Regions from separate parts of the Mus musculus genome. Here all the other regions are linked to region 1. Evidence: chromatin contacts called from public ChIA-PET and HiChIP or PLAC-seq data. All regions are on one chromosome and are shown on one strand. Each heading gives the region's core, a stretch centred on a gene start, on an enhancer-like site or on the middle of the called end of the contact. The rest is flanking DNA. Distances are from core to core; before and after follow the strand shown.

Region 1 (3,461 bases), core at 615-3,114:
TAAAGCCTCGCCGGCTCTGTCATGCCAGCTAGTCAGGGAGAATACCCGGGAAGCTGAGAGCTTGCATCCATTATGACCTAACAGCACAGGGAAATCGCCTGAGCACGTGAGACAGGGCTCAATTTCACACCACCTGAGGATGCTTGCTCTAGATAGAAGCCACTGAGTGAAACTAAGACCTCAGCCCAGTGCTGAGCACCTAGAGAAGAATGGCCTACCTCAACACCCACTCAATGCTGATGCAGTGTGGCCTTCTTGACTGAAGGTAAATGTGATCCCAGAGCAACCTACCCAACTCAGAGCTAGACCTTGGTCCACAGAGCCTCTGTGTAGTCTCCTATCTTGTTCTAAATATTAAAGCCATGGATACCATGGAACCAAGGTCGCTCGGCTTACTCATTTTTTTCCAGGGCAGGTGTGTGAGGACCTGCTAATCTTTAGTCTGGTAACATCTAGGGCTTAAGGTGAGACCACTGTCCCAACAGCCATACGTACTAGATAGTAACTCAGTTTTATTCTCCTTTTACTCTTGGGAAAGAGTTCAAGTTTCTGTCAGTCCATGGTCAATGAGGCAGTGTCGCTTGGCTCCTCGAGCATTTTGAGTGACATGACAGCTGCCTGTTTACAGTATGGGAACAGTCAGTCACACAGTCACGTTCAGACACCTGTGTGGCAGGCGGGGTCTGCTTCTTTTTCACTTGTTAGAGGGCAGCAGGTTTTACGAATCTCTGAACTTTTGGTTCGGACTACATGCATGTGGTATCTGGATGAGCATATCTGAGGAACTTTACAAACAAATCCCCTGATAATTTTATTATTGAGAGCACAGGGGAAGGAGCAAGGAAAACTCGTTTAATTTATTTAATCACATAAAACTCTAAACATATATAAAAGCAATTTTCTTCAAAAGCTGACAACGGGACGGTGCGGTAATCGCCTTTTTAGTTAAGAGTTATATCTTTCTCTAATTTAACACAAGTTGGAACAAGTGAACTCGGAACATGTCTCCTTGAGATGAAACAGGAGCGGTGGAACATGGAAAAGGAAACAAACCAACAAGCAAACAGCCAGAAACTGGGCAGAAACGTCAGTTGGCCGTCTCCAGCTGGCAAAGGCACACAAGGCATTATGGGAGAAAAGATGCTCCTGCTTGGAACTTACATATTCCTGGGTGAAGTCTATGAGGTTCTGTAGATCAATGTCATCTCTGTAGGCTCTGATGTTGTTGTTAATAAAGAAATACAGCTGGTCTTTGATCCAGTCTTTGAAAACAAATGCCAACACCCCAGCAGTGAGTTCCAGGAAGAAAATAATCCCCAGGAACACAGAAAACTAAGACAAAAGAGACACACAACAGGGAACGGGTTACAAGGCCTTAGATCACAGGGAAGCGAGAGGCTTTTCTCTGAAAGGGGCTGTAATTACATTCAGTTGCTACACATCTCCAAACTGGGGCCTTCTGATTCTTAAGGTTTGTTAATGGAATATTACACCCCAAGAAAGGACTTTTAAAAATTAAAGATCACTTCATAATCACATTTTGGAGTCTCTGGTGTTCCATTTGATAATTAACCAACAAAGCCCAAATCAAACATTGAGTAATAGGAATTTCTCATTAGATCCACATTAAGGCCTAATGAATTGCTCGTGATTAATGCACTGCCAGACGTGTGAACAATGTTCTGCCTGACCTCCAGGAAGCCTCTTTCCTAACTTGAAAGGTAGATTATCGTGGGTTTTATAATCACCTGTCCCTTGCAACCGTGGCTTGACTCCACACACACTACACGCACACACTACACACACACACTACATTATCGTGTTGATGTTGGAGTCACTGTTTTAACACCTCCCTCCACCTCCCAGCCCTGTGAAATAGATCCGCTCATCTTAAAGAGGTCAGCAGGGGAAGTGGGAGGGGCTGTGACTGAGGCAAGAAAACCATTTCCAATCATGGAAATGAAACTCTGGGCTCTCTTTCTTCCTGCCTGTGAAACACCAAGACCAGGAAACACTTTAAATAACACCACAGTGCAATCAGAAGGGACTTCTGGCTAAGGCAGATAACAAGGTATACGGCTTCAGAGCATGAGGCCCTGGGGTAACTGCTCAGAACCCTGGGGAAATTTCCCTTCCACCCAGACACTTCAAAGAGATTCATTTTAGTCATCCTGGCTGCCGGCTGCACCCACCACCATTTCCACATCTCCTTCCTCCCACATCTTTACCCTCTGCAAACTGTTTTGTGATCTTGAGGTGCAAAAATGGGGGGCCATGGTGGGTGGACAGTGGGGTGTGGCCATTCACGTGGCACTGAGTGATGGATGCGTCTTTGTGGGGGAGTGAGGGGAGAGAGTCAGAAGGACCACACCAGTGCCTGACAGTCTAGGATGCTGATGCTGAGGCTGAGGTACAAACTCCACTTCCAAGCTCCCCTAGGGCTCCTGTTTATCTTTCCTCAGTGAGGACATAAAATGTAAAGTTCTTGTTTACTGACTGTACCAATTATTTGCAGCTGTAAATAAAATGTTAAGTTCTTAATTATGAGTGGTATCAATAATTTCAAATTACGATTCTTTTCAAATTACGTTTTCTTAGAAAAGAAGGAGCACACCAGTATTTGTGCCCCCTGCAACCCCTTTACCTGTACTGGGTACCTCCCCAAACATGGACACATAGGGTCCTCACACCACAGAAAGAATAGACCCTGGACGGGGGTGGGCATGCATGTACGTGAAACAGCTGGGCAGTCACACAGAGACTGTAGATTTCTGCTCTCACCTCCATGAAGGATAGAGACGATCACTTCCCAGGTGCCCTCGGAAATTCCCTCAAGTTACATGATATACATCTCAAATATTGAGTTCAAACTCAATATCAAATATTTGGCAGAGGCCTACATGCCCGGCTCTGTGAACTAACACCCCCATTTCCAAAGGTGCAGAAAGTGACCCAAAGCTTTGTTCAATGCTATCGGTCAGCTAGGAAATGCCACTTCTATTCCACAGTCCTGCCTCCTGGATTTCCCCCAGAAACTCTCCTTGTCTTAGGACAATCTGATCTTTGAGGTTTTTTGGAGGCACGGTGACATTGTTTCCTCCTTACCTCACAGCCCCCATTCAGAGAGACTTCTAGGCCAGGTTCTATTGTTAGTTCTAAATAAAGAAAGGCCATTTAAATAGTCTCCAAGATAGAAAGCTAAGAACATGATTCTTTTCAAATCTGAAACGTTAGGAAGGGCATTACTATAATAAGTAAAACCATGTTCAAGAAAGCTATATTAAAGGGACCTCGTATTTGGAAGCATGGAGGTTTCAAAGTGTTAGGTCACACGGCAGATAATGGGTCACAGCAAAGCTGAGTGGAACCAAGTCCCCACTTCGAGATGCCTCATAAGACTGGCAGGTCATGATCAAGGACAAATATCCTTCTGAGGGATTCCATCTGTCTTTGACTCAGCG
Region 2 (3,461 bases), core at 416-2,915, 230 kb after region 1:
CACACACAGAGAGAGAGAGAGAGAGAGAGAGAGAGAGAGAGAGAAATTAATAATAATAGCAACAACAACAACAACAAAAACTAAACTATAAACAGGTGCTAGGCATCCTGCTCAGTCCTTACAACCACAGACCACATGTGCCCTATTCTTCGTCCATTCCTAACACAGTTGCACATCCTGTTCTCTGGTCCAGATGGGTTATTTTGCCAATCTTTAGCCTGCCTTCAGTTTCCCTGATCCCAGACCTCACCTTAGTCTCACGTTCAGTGTACCTACTCAGTTTGGTGAGATCCACCTGTACCATTCCCAGACTCCAGGTTCGACTCTGGTCTCACACCTTGTAGGCCAGGCCAGTCTGGTAAGTCTGCTAGACCCTAGCCCACCCATGGCATATGCAACCTCCAGGATTAGCCCAGGTCACACATCCTATGTGCTGGTGAATTTCCTAGACCCTACCTCACCTGTGCCATATTCAACCTTGAGGCCCATTTTGGAATGCACATTTGTGGGTCAGCATTGCCCGATGAGTCCCTTGCTGGCCCACGTTGGTCTCAAACCACAGGCCCAGCCTCAGTTGCACACCCTGTAAGCTAGCCTAGCCGGTGAGTGCCAAGACCCAGGCCACTCACCCCATCCTGACACTCCCAGGCACAGCTCAGGTGGCACAGCTGGCACACTAGCCCACGCAGATGGAGCTCTTTGTCCCAATTGGCATTTGTTCTTATTTAGCTCTGAGTTATAAGAACCCTTCTTCCTCCAATCCTAATGATCAATAAGTAACTGAAGGATTGACCTACCAACTCCTTGTGCCTGATCTGACTCAGCCAAGCATGGCAACCACAACCAGACTTCTACTCAACAGGGATAACCTAGAATCTCACATCAGACATACACCAATGAATAAAGTCAGCACAGGAAGGTCTCATCACAAAAACACAAACAATATGAGAAGCCAAGGCAAGATCTCATAAGCTAATCCACCAATCTTATAAAAATAATTCTCTACCAAGAATTATTTAGATGATTCCCCCCACCCAGGATACAGAACTTAAAAGAACAATACAAACTTCATCAAAGAATTTAGAGAGCTTAAAAAGACATAGACAAATAAGAATAGCAAGAAAAGCCAGAGTGATTAGAGAAAGAAAGTTCACTGCATACAGCTGAAGGACACAATGGTGACAAATGAGAATTTAAAAACTGAACTCAATAAAGAGGTAAAATATTGCAGGCAACTCAAGCTACAATAGATATAGAATTCAACAACAAGAACAACAACAACAAACCCCCAATACCTACATAGAAAACCCAAGGGAGAGCCTTCTAAGAAGACTAGATCAAGTAGAAGACTTAAATATAAAGTAGAGGAATTAGACCACACAAATAAGGAATTGGAACAGTCAGATAATCATTAAAAATACCAACTCTTTAAATTATAGGCAAAATAGAGAAGAATCTCAGGTTAGTGGCATAGATCGTGTTTTCAATAAAATCAAAGAACAAAGTTTCTCAAATTTGAGTAAGGACATAAACAAACAGATAGAAGATGCATAAAAGAACTCCAAATAGACAAGACAAGAAATTTCAGCCACCATACTGTAGTTAAAACACTAAACATCCAGAACAAAGAGAGAGTGCTAAAAACTTCAAAAGAAAATACAAGCCACCTGCAAAGAAGAACAACCACACTAACCACCAATTTCTCAGTGGAAACTTTAAGAGCACGGATTGCTTGGAGCAATGAACTTCAAGTTCTTAGAAACTATGGATCCCAACCTAGACCGCTTACTGTGCACAGCAAAACTATCTGATGGAGTTGAAGGAGAAAGAACCTTTTCCCATGATATGAGCAGACTGAAATAATTCATCCTCACCACACTGGAAGCAAAACTTTGGACTCAGAGGAGTAGGATGGGTAAGAGACGATAGAGAGAAATCAGATGAAGCTGCACTTGGTGAAACACAAAATAAGACCAAGAACACAAAGAGTTTAAAAAAGTACAAAATTATGGCAATCAATATGACTTTCAATAAATAACTGTAAACATTAATGTCCTCAAGTCCCCAGTCAAAGACAGGGACTTTAGTTGAATGAGCCAAGAAATAAAATCCATCTTTCTGTTGTCGAGGATCTACTTAAAAGTGAAAGGGTGCAGGGGAAACATGCCAAGCAAATGGCACTAGGAAGCAAGCTGGCGTCACTAGCCTAATAGCTGACAAACAGACTTCACACTAATGGAAACCTCATCCTAATCAAGGGAACAATGAACCAACAAGACATTACACCCTAGACATAAACATGCCCAACACTGGAGCATTCAATTTGATGAAATTGTTCTCTTGGAGAAAAATCATATGATCATCTCAGTAGGTGCAGAAAAGGCCTTTGACAGAATTCAGTATGCCTTTAATATAAAGGCCTCAGAGAGAAAAGAAATAGAAGGATCATATCTCAACATAATAAAGGCTATATATGGTTAATTTATTGCCAACATCATCCTAAATGGAAGGCAACTCTAAACATTCACATTGAAATCAGGAACATGATAGGGCTATGTAGGCTTATATTTTCCAAAACCTACTTTAATAAGTGTACTTAAATGCTTTAACTTCCCTTCTAGCCCAGCGCCCACCAGAGGTAGTGGAAAGAAAAAGTTAATAGGGCAAATAGGTTAAAGGGTGTGGACCTGTTTGGAAATAGTTCTTTGGGGCAAATCCAATGTGCATTGTCAGGATATCAGTGGTAGCTCAGTCCAGAAGAAGCTATGTAGCTCTGCCAATCAGTCTGAGCCTGCAAAAGCAGCAGGAAGCTACCTGAACACCAGCAGAAGTTCTTGGTGTATTTCTCTCTACAAAGTCACAACAAACTATCAGCAAGGAAAGCAAGGCGAACCAATGCCACAGTGTCATCAGTCAAGACCAACTTCAGCAGAGCCCAGTGATGACCAGCAAAGAGTGCCAAGGTGAACCAATACCATACAGCATCGTTCACTGTCTGCTGGATTGTATTTATACCCCTTCTAAACATCGTGTGTTCTCTCAAACATATGCTCTAGACAGACAGTGCATGCCCTTTTACCAGGCCACTTCCAGAAAAACACCACATGTCTGTTCTCAGCAAAGTATCCTCCCATACTGGTGTCTGCTTCAGCAAAAACATCCTCTCATAAGGCAGTTTCCAGAAAAATATCACATAAATTAACTGAGTCTCCAAAGAAACCAGAAATTTGCACTGTAGGGCTATCCACTATCTCAACTCCTTTTCAGTACAGTTCTTGAAGCAATAAGATAAGAGAAAAATATTAGGAGTATAAAGAAATCAAATAATTCCTATTTGCAGCTGATATTATAGTGTACATAAAAGATCCCAAAAATTACATCAAAAAATTTCTAGAAATATCAACACTCTGAGCAATGTGCAACATAAAATATCAACTAAAAAACCCAGTAGCTGTTCTATA
Region 3 (3,461 bases), core at 509-3,008, 150 kb before region 1:
GTGTGTCTTGTTAGTCTTCGCCTGTGCTATGCCTTTAGTAGTAGCAAAACTTGCTTCTGTATAAGGGACTGAAAAACCAGATATCAGAAGCTTCACTAAATCTACTCTTAATGATGTGCTGCTATGTGGAGAAATGGAAAAAAAAGTATTGTTTAACTTTTTCATAGCATTGTCTAGAATAAATTTCACTCTTTTTTTCTTCCCCATTATCAAATGCAGAAATAGAAGTTGTTTTCTGTGCAGGCTAAATTCAGTTGTTTATTTTTATTTATGTTATATTTCTTAGTTGTTGTTTCCATGGCTTGCTATATGTTTATGGCTAATACTAATGATATACTATAGGTTTTTTTTGTTTTGTTTTGTTTTAACCAAAGAAATAGAGCATTTAAGAATATGTGAGGGGCTGGAGAGATGGCTCAGCAGTTAAGAGTAGTATCTGCTCTTCCAGAGGTCCTGAGTTCAATTCCCAGCAATCACATGGCAGCTCACAACTGTCTAAACTCTACTTCCAGGGAATCTGACAGCCTCAAAGACCATCCCACATTTAAAAAAAAAAAAAAGAAAAGAAAAGAACATGTGAAAGAGGGCTAAAGAGGTGACTCCTCAAACAGAAGCACTTGTTGCTCCTGCAGAGGACCCATATGCAGCTCCCAGCATTCACATGGGCCTCATAACCACCCTAAACTCCAGTTTCATGTGATCCAGTTCTTCTGACCTCTGTGGGCACAAGGCATGCATATGTGCACATACATCAGTGTAGGAAAGAACAAAAGAAAAAGGTAATGTATGACCATCTCAGCTAAACTAAAGAAGTCAGGTAAAAAGCCATGGTAGTTCTGATGAAGTGAGTCTTTAAGACCTCCACCTAATAATGGTCGTTAAAACTCCATGCAGCTCACTTAGGAAATAAGATAAACCAATTAAACATATCTGTGCCTTCATCAAAACTAGGAGATAGGTTTCACATTATTAGGAGAAAAAAAAAAGCGTAGCTTACTCAGTTAAAGATACTTTCTAGAGAGATTTTTGCCAAGACTGCATAAACTACCCAGTAAGAACAGAACAGGAAACCATGCACCCTAGGGTGAGAACCACCATTTCCTTTTTCTTCAGAGAGGAAACTCCAGACTGGGTAGGGCATTTTTTAGACCTTTGTCTTGGGCTAGATTGCAGTACTGGCTGTTTAAAAGTTCATGGGAAACCAAGCTTAGTGGTGCTTGCTTGTGGCTCCAGTTAAAGGCTGGAGGGGGGAGGAGCTTCAGGTTGAAGAATCACTTGAGCATGCAAGTGATATATGCAAGGTCCTGTGACAAAGGTGGCACACAGATCTCACGTGCCAATCAAGAGGACTATTATGGGGAGTGAAGGAGTTACTCGAAACTCTTGGATGCCTGGTGAAATGCAAGAACCAAGAAGAAGTTAAGTGACTATAGAAATAAGAATAGCACAAGATTATAAGACATGCAATACTAATTAATTTTGTGTTAACCATGACCATAATACCAGCCAGAAACAAGAGAGGGAAAGTTGATTTTTTTTGAATCAGAAGGTCCAGTCCATCATGAAGAGGAAGAGGAAGAGGAGGAGGAGGAGGAGAAAGAGGAAGCACAGTGATGTAAGCATGAAAAGCCAAGCAGTCGGGAGGGCCAGCAGCAGGAAGGGAAGCAGGGCAGGACTGGGGACGGAGGAGAGGGGAAGCACGCACGCTGAGCTAGCTTTTTCTTTCCCCCACCTTTCTTCTGTCTGACTCCCACTTAGCCCATGGGGTGATGCTACCCACATCCAGAATGTGTCTTCTCACCCTGGCTCTGTTGTCTCTTGAAGCACCCTCTCAGATAGCAAGGGGTGTTCCTCTGAGCTTCCTTGATCATTGCAAATTCAGTCAAGTTGTCCGTGACAAGTAACTATCACACACACTAAGTCCTTTTGGTTGGTTAGACGTGAGAGGTTTTGAAAGAAAGTCTAGGTATTCATCTCAGGTCTTTACCATTACTGTATTTAAGTTGTATTCAATTACTCATTGAATCAAGATTTCTGCTGAGGTATATAAAGAAGAAAGCAGAAAACAAACAAAACCCAAATATCTTAGCTACCAAAAACATTCTTTTTCCCAATAAAAACGATTTATGAAGCAGTTACCAAAAACAAACAACCCACTGTAACTTTTACTAATATCATTAGGTAAGCTTTTGAAAACATAAAAAGGAAAAACCGAGTCAGAAACTTTAAAACCTAAGTGTGTAAAGGCCAGGAAGATGTAAAGTTAGGGTTGACCAGAAGAAATGAAAGAACGTGACAAGCACTTAAGAAATTTATAGTAAATTAAATGTGGCTGAAAATATGGGAAAGAAAAGGTTGAAATTAAAAAATAAAAAAAGAATGAATCAGAGAAGACATGATTAATATCAAAGATAGATCAGTATCATTTCTGTAAAGGTGATGTAATTAGAGTCCTAAAGACAAACCAGTCAAAGAAAGCAATACAGAAGATAAACATCCTACAAATAAAGGAAGACTGACCTCTATCAAAAGGATCCAGCAGGTACTTGTAAAAATTGACCTTTCATGTCACAGTGACCCACAGTAAAATTCTTAGGATTTTTAGATTTTATTTGATTTTATAGCGATCATTCCGACACTGAGTTGTTGTCGGTAAAGACCACGTGAAGCTCTAGTACGATACGGTTACGTCATTGAGTGAAGTTAACTGATGTCCTCAGTCATGTGTAAGAATCTTCATTATTAGCAGATCTAGTTGCTGTTGGTTAAGGGGCACAAATATGAAAGCTCTCTAAGTAAAGAACCTGTAACTTTGAGAGTGCTTAGCACTCATGTCAGCATTACAAGGTATGGCTCCATTCCTCCTGACACAGAGTCACCCATGTGCTGTGTGCTTCCGCCGCTTGGCCTTCAGGAGCTGCCTCAGTTTTCAGTGCTGTGTCAGGTCAACTTCTCTGAAAGGTTGACCCTGGTAGTATCTTCTTACTTGTCCTCAAATGGCCTTTATGTTACTTAGTAATGGCCCCCAACTCAAAAGTGGTAATGTTTGCCATTTGATGATGCTAAAGAGAGCCCACCAAGTATCCCCTTTAGATGAAAAGGGAGGGGTTCTCACTGAACAGAAAGAAAAAAAATGTATGCCGTTATTACAAAGGTCCGTGGAAACAACCAACCTTGTTTTTCACCCATAAGCTATGGAGAAGGAAAGACTTAATGCTAGTTGTGCTGTTAGACCTTAAACTAAGCTAGAGAGGAGTAGGTGACAAAATAGAAAGGACATTAAATTTGTGGGTGGGAACGTGAACAGAAACGTGATCTGATGGATCACAGTGTATTGTGCCAGATAGTGCTAAGCCTCACTTTATCTTGCCATATAGGCAATGTTCTATCTGTCATCACGAGAGAGAGAGAGAGAGAGAGAGAGAGAGAGAGAGAGAGAAGGAGAGAGAGAGAGAGAAGGA

The links. ChIA-PET counts read pairs in DNA pulled down with a chosen protein or histone mark. HiChIP or PLAC-seq counts read pairs in DNA pulled down with a chosen protein or histone mark.
Region 2: a contact with region 1 is called in an H3K27ac HiChIP or PLAC-seq map of T-cell acute lymphoblastic leukemia, with 5 times the contacts expected there. The contact joins two enhancer-like sites. A contact is called at or near these places in 1 of 39 promoter capture datasets (the 3T3-L1 cell line), 4 of 484 Hi-C or Micro-C datasets (bone marrow-derived macrophages, embryonic fibroblasts and extraembryonic ectoderm) and 5 of 115 datasets of contacts at active chromatin or transcription factors (T-cell acute lymphoblastic leukemia, embryonic stem cells and large pre-B cells).
Region 3: a contact with region 1 is called in an RNA polymerase II ChIA-PET map of memory CD8 T cells, with 23 read pairs. The contact joins two enhancer-like sites. A contact is called at or near these places in 1 of 15 datasets of contacts at CTCF or cohesin (large pre-B cells) and 1 of 115 datasets of contacts at active chromatin or transcription factors (memory CD8 T cells).

Annotation. Positions count from the first base shown.
Region 1 is chr3:138,892,219-138,895,679 of GRCm38.p6, reverse strand. It overlaps Tspan5 (tetraspanin 5), which reads right to left. Exons shown (of 8, transcript NM_019571.5): 4 at 1,162-1,332. Among named protein-coding and RNA genes, the nearest start is that of Tspan5, 150 kb to the right of the region's middle. Within about 2 kb of position 1,864, at least 41 of the 459 cell types and tissues checked have an H3K27ac peak or open chromatin away from gene starts, as enhancers often do. A contact at or near this core is called in T-cell acute lymphoblastic leukemia and memory CD8 T cells, where this site is marked.
Region 2 is chr3:138,664,160-138,667,620 of GRCm38.p6, reverse strand. No RefSeq gene overlaps it. Among named protein-coding and RNA genes, the nearest start is that of 4930425O10Rik, 61 kb to the left of the region's middle. Within about 2 kb of position 1,665, at least 2 of the 459 cell types and tissues checked have an H3K27ac peak or open chromatin away from gene starts, as enhancers often do. A contact at or near this core is called in T-cell acute lymphoblastic leukemia, where this site is marked.
Region 3 is chr3:139,040,353-139,043,813 of GRCm38.p6, reverse strand. All of the region lies in intron 2 of Rap1gds1 (RAP1, GTP-GDP dissociation stimulator 1), which reads left to right. Among named protein-coding and RNA genes, the nearest start is that of Rap1gds1, 33 kb to the left of the region's middle. Within about 2 kb of position 1,758, at least 138 of the 459 cell types and tissues checked have an H3K27ac peak or open chromatin away from gene starts, as enhancers often do. A contact at or near this core is called in memory CD8 T cells, where this site is marked.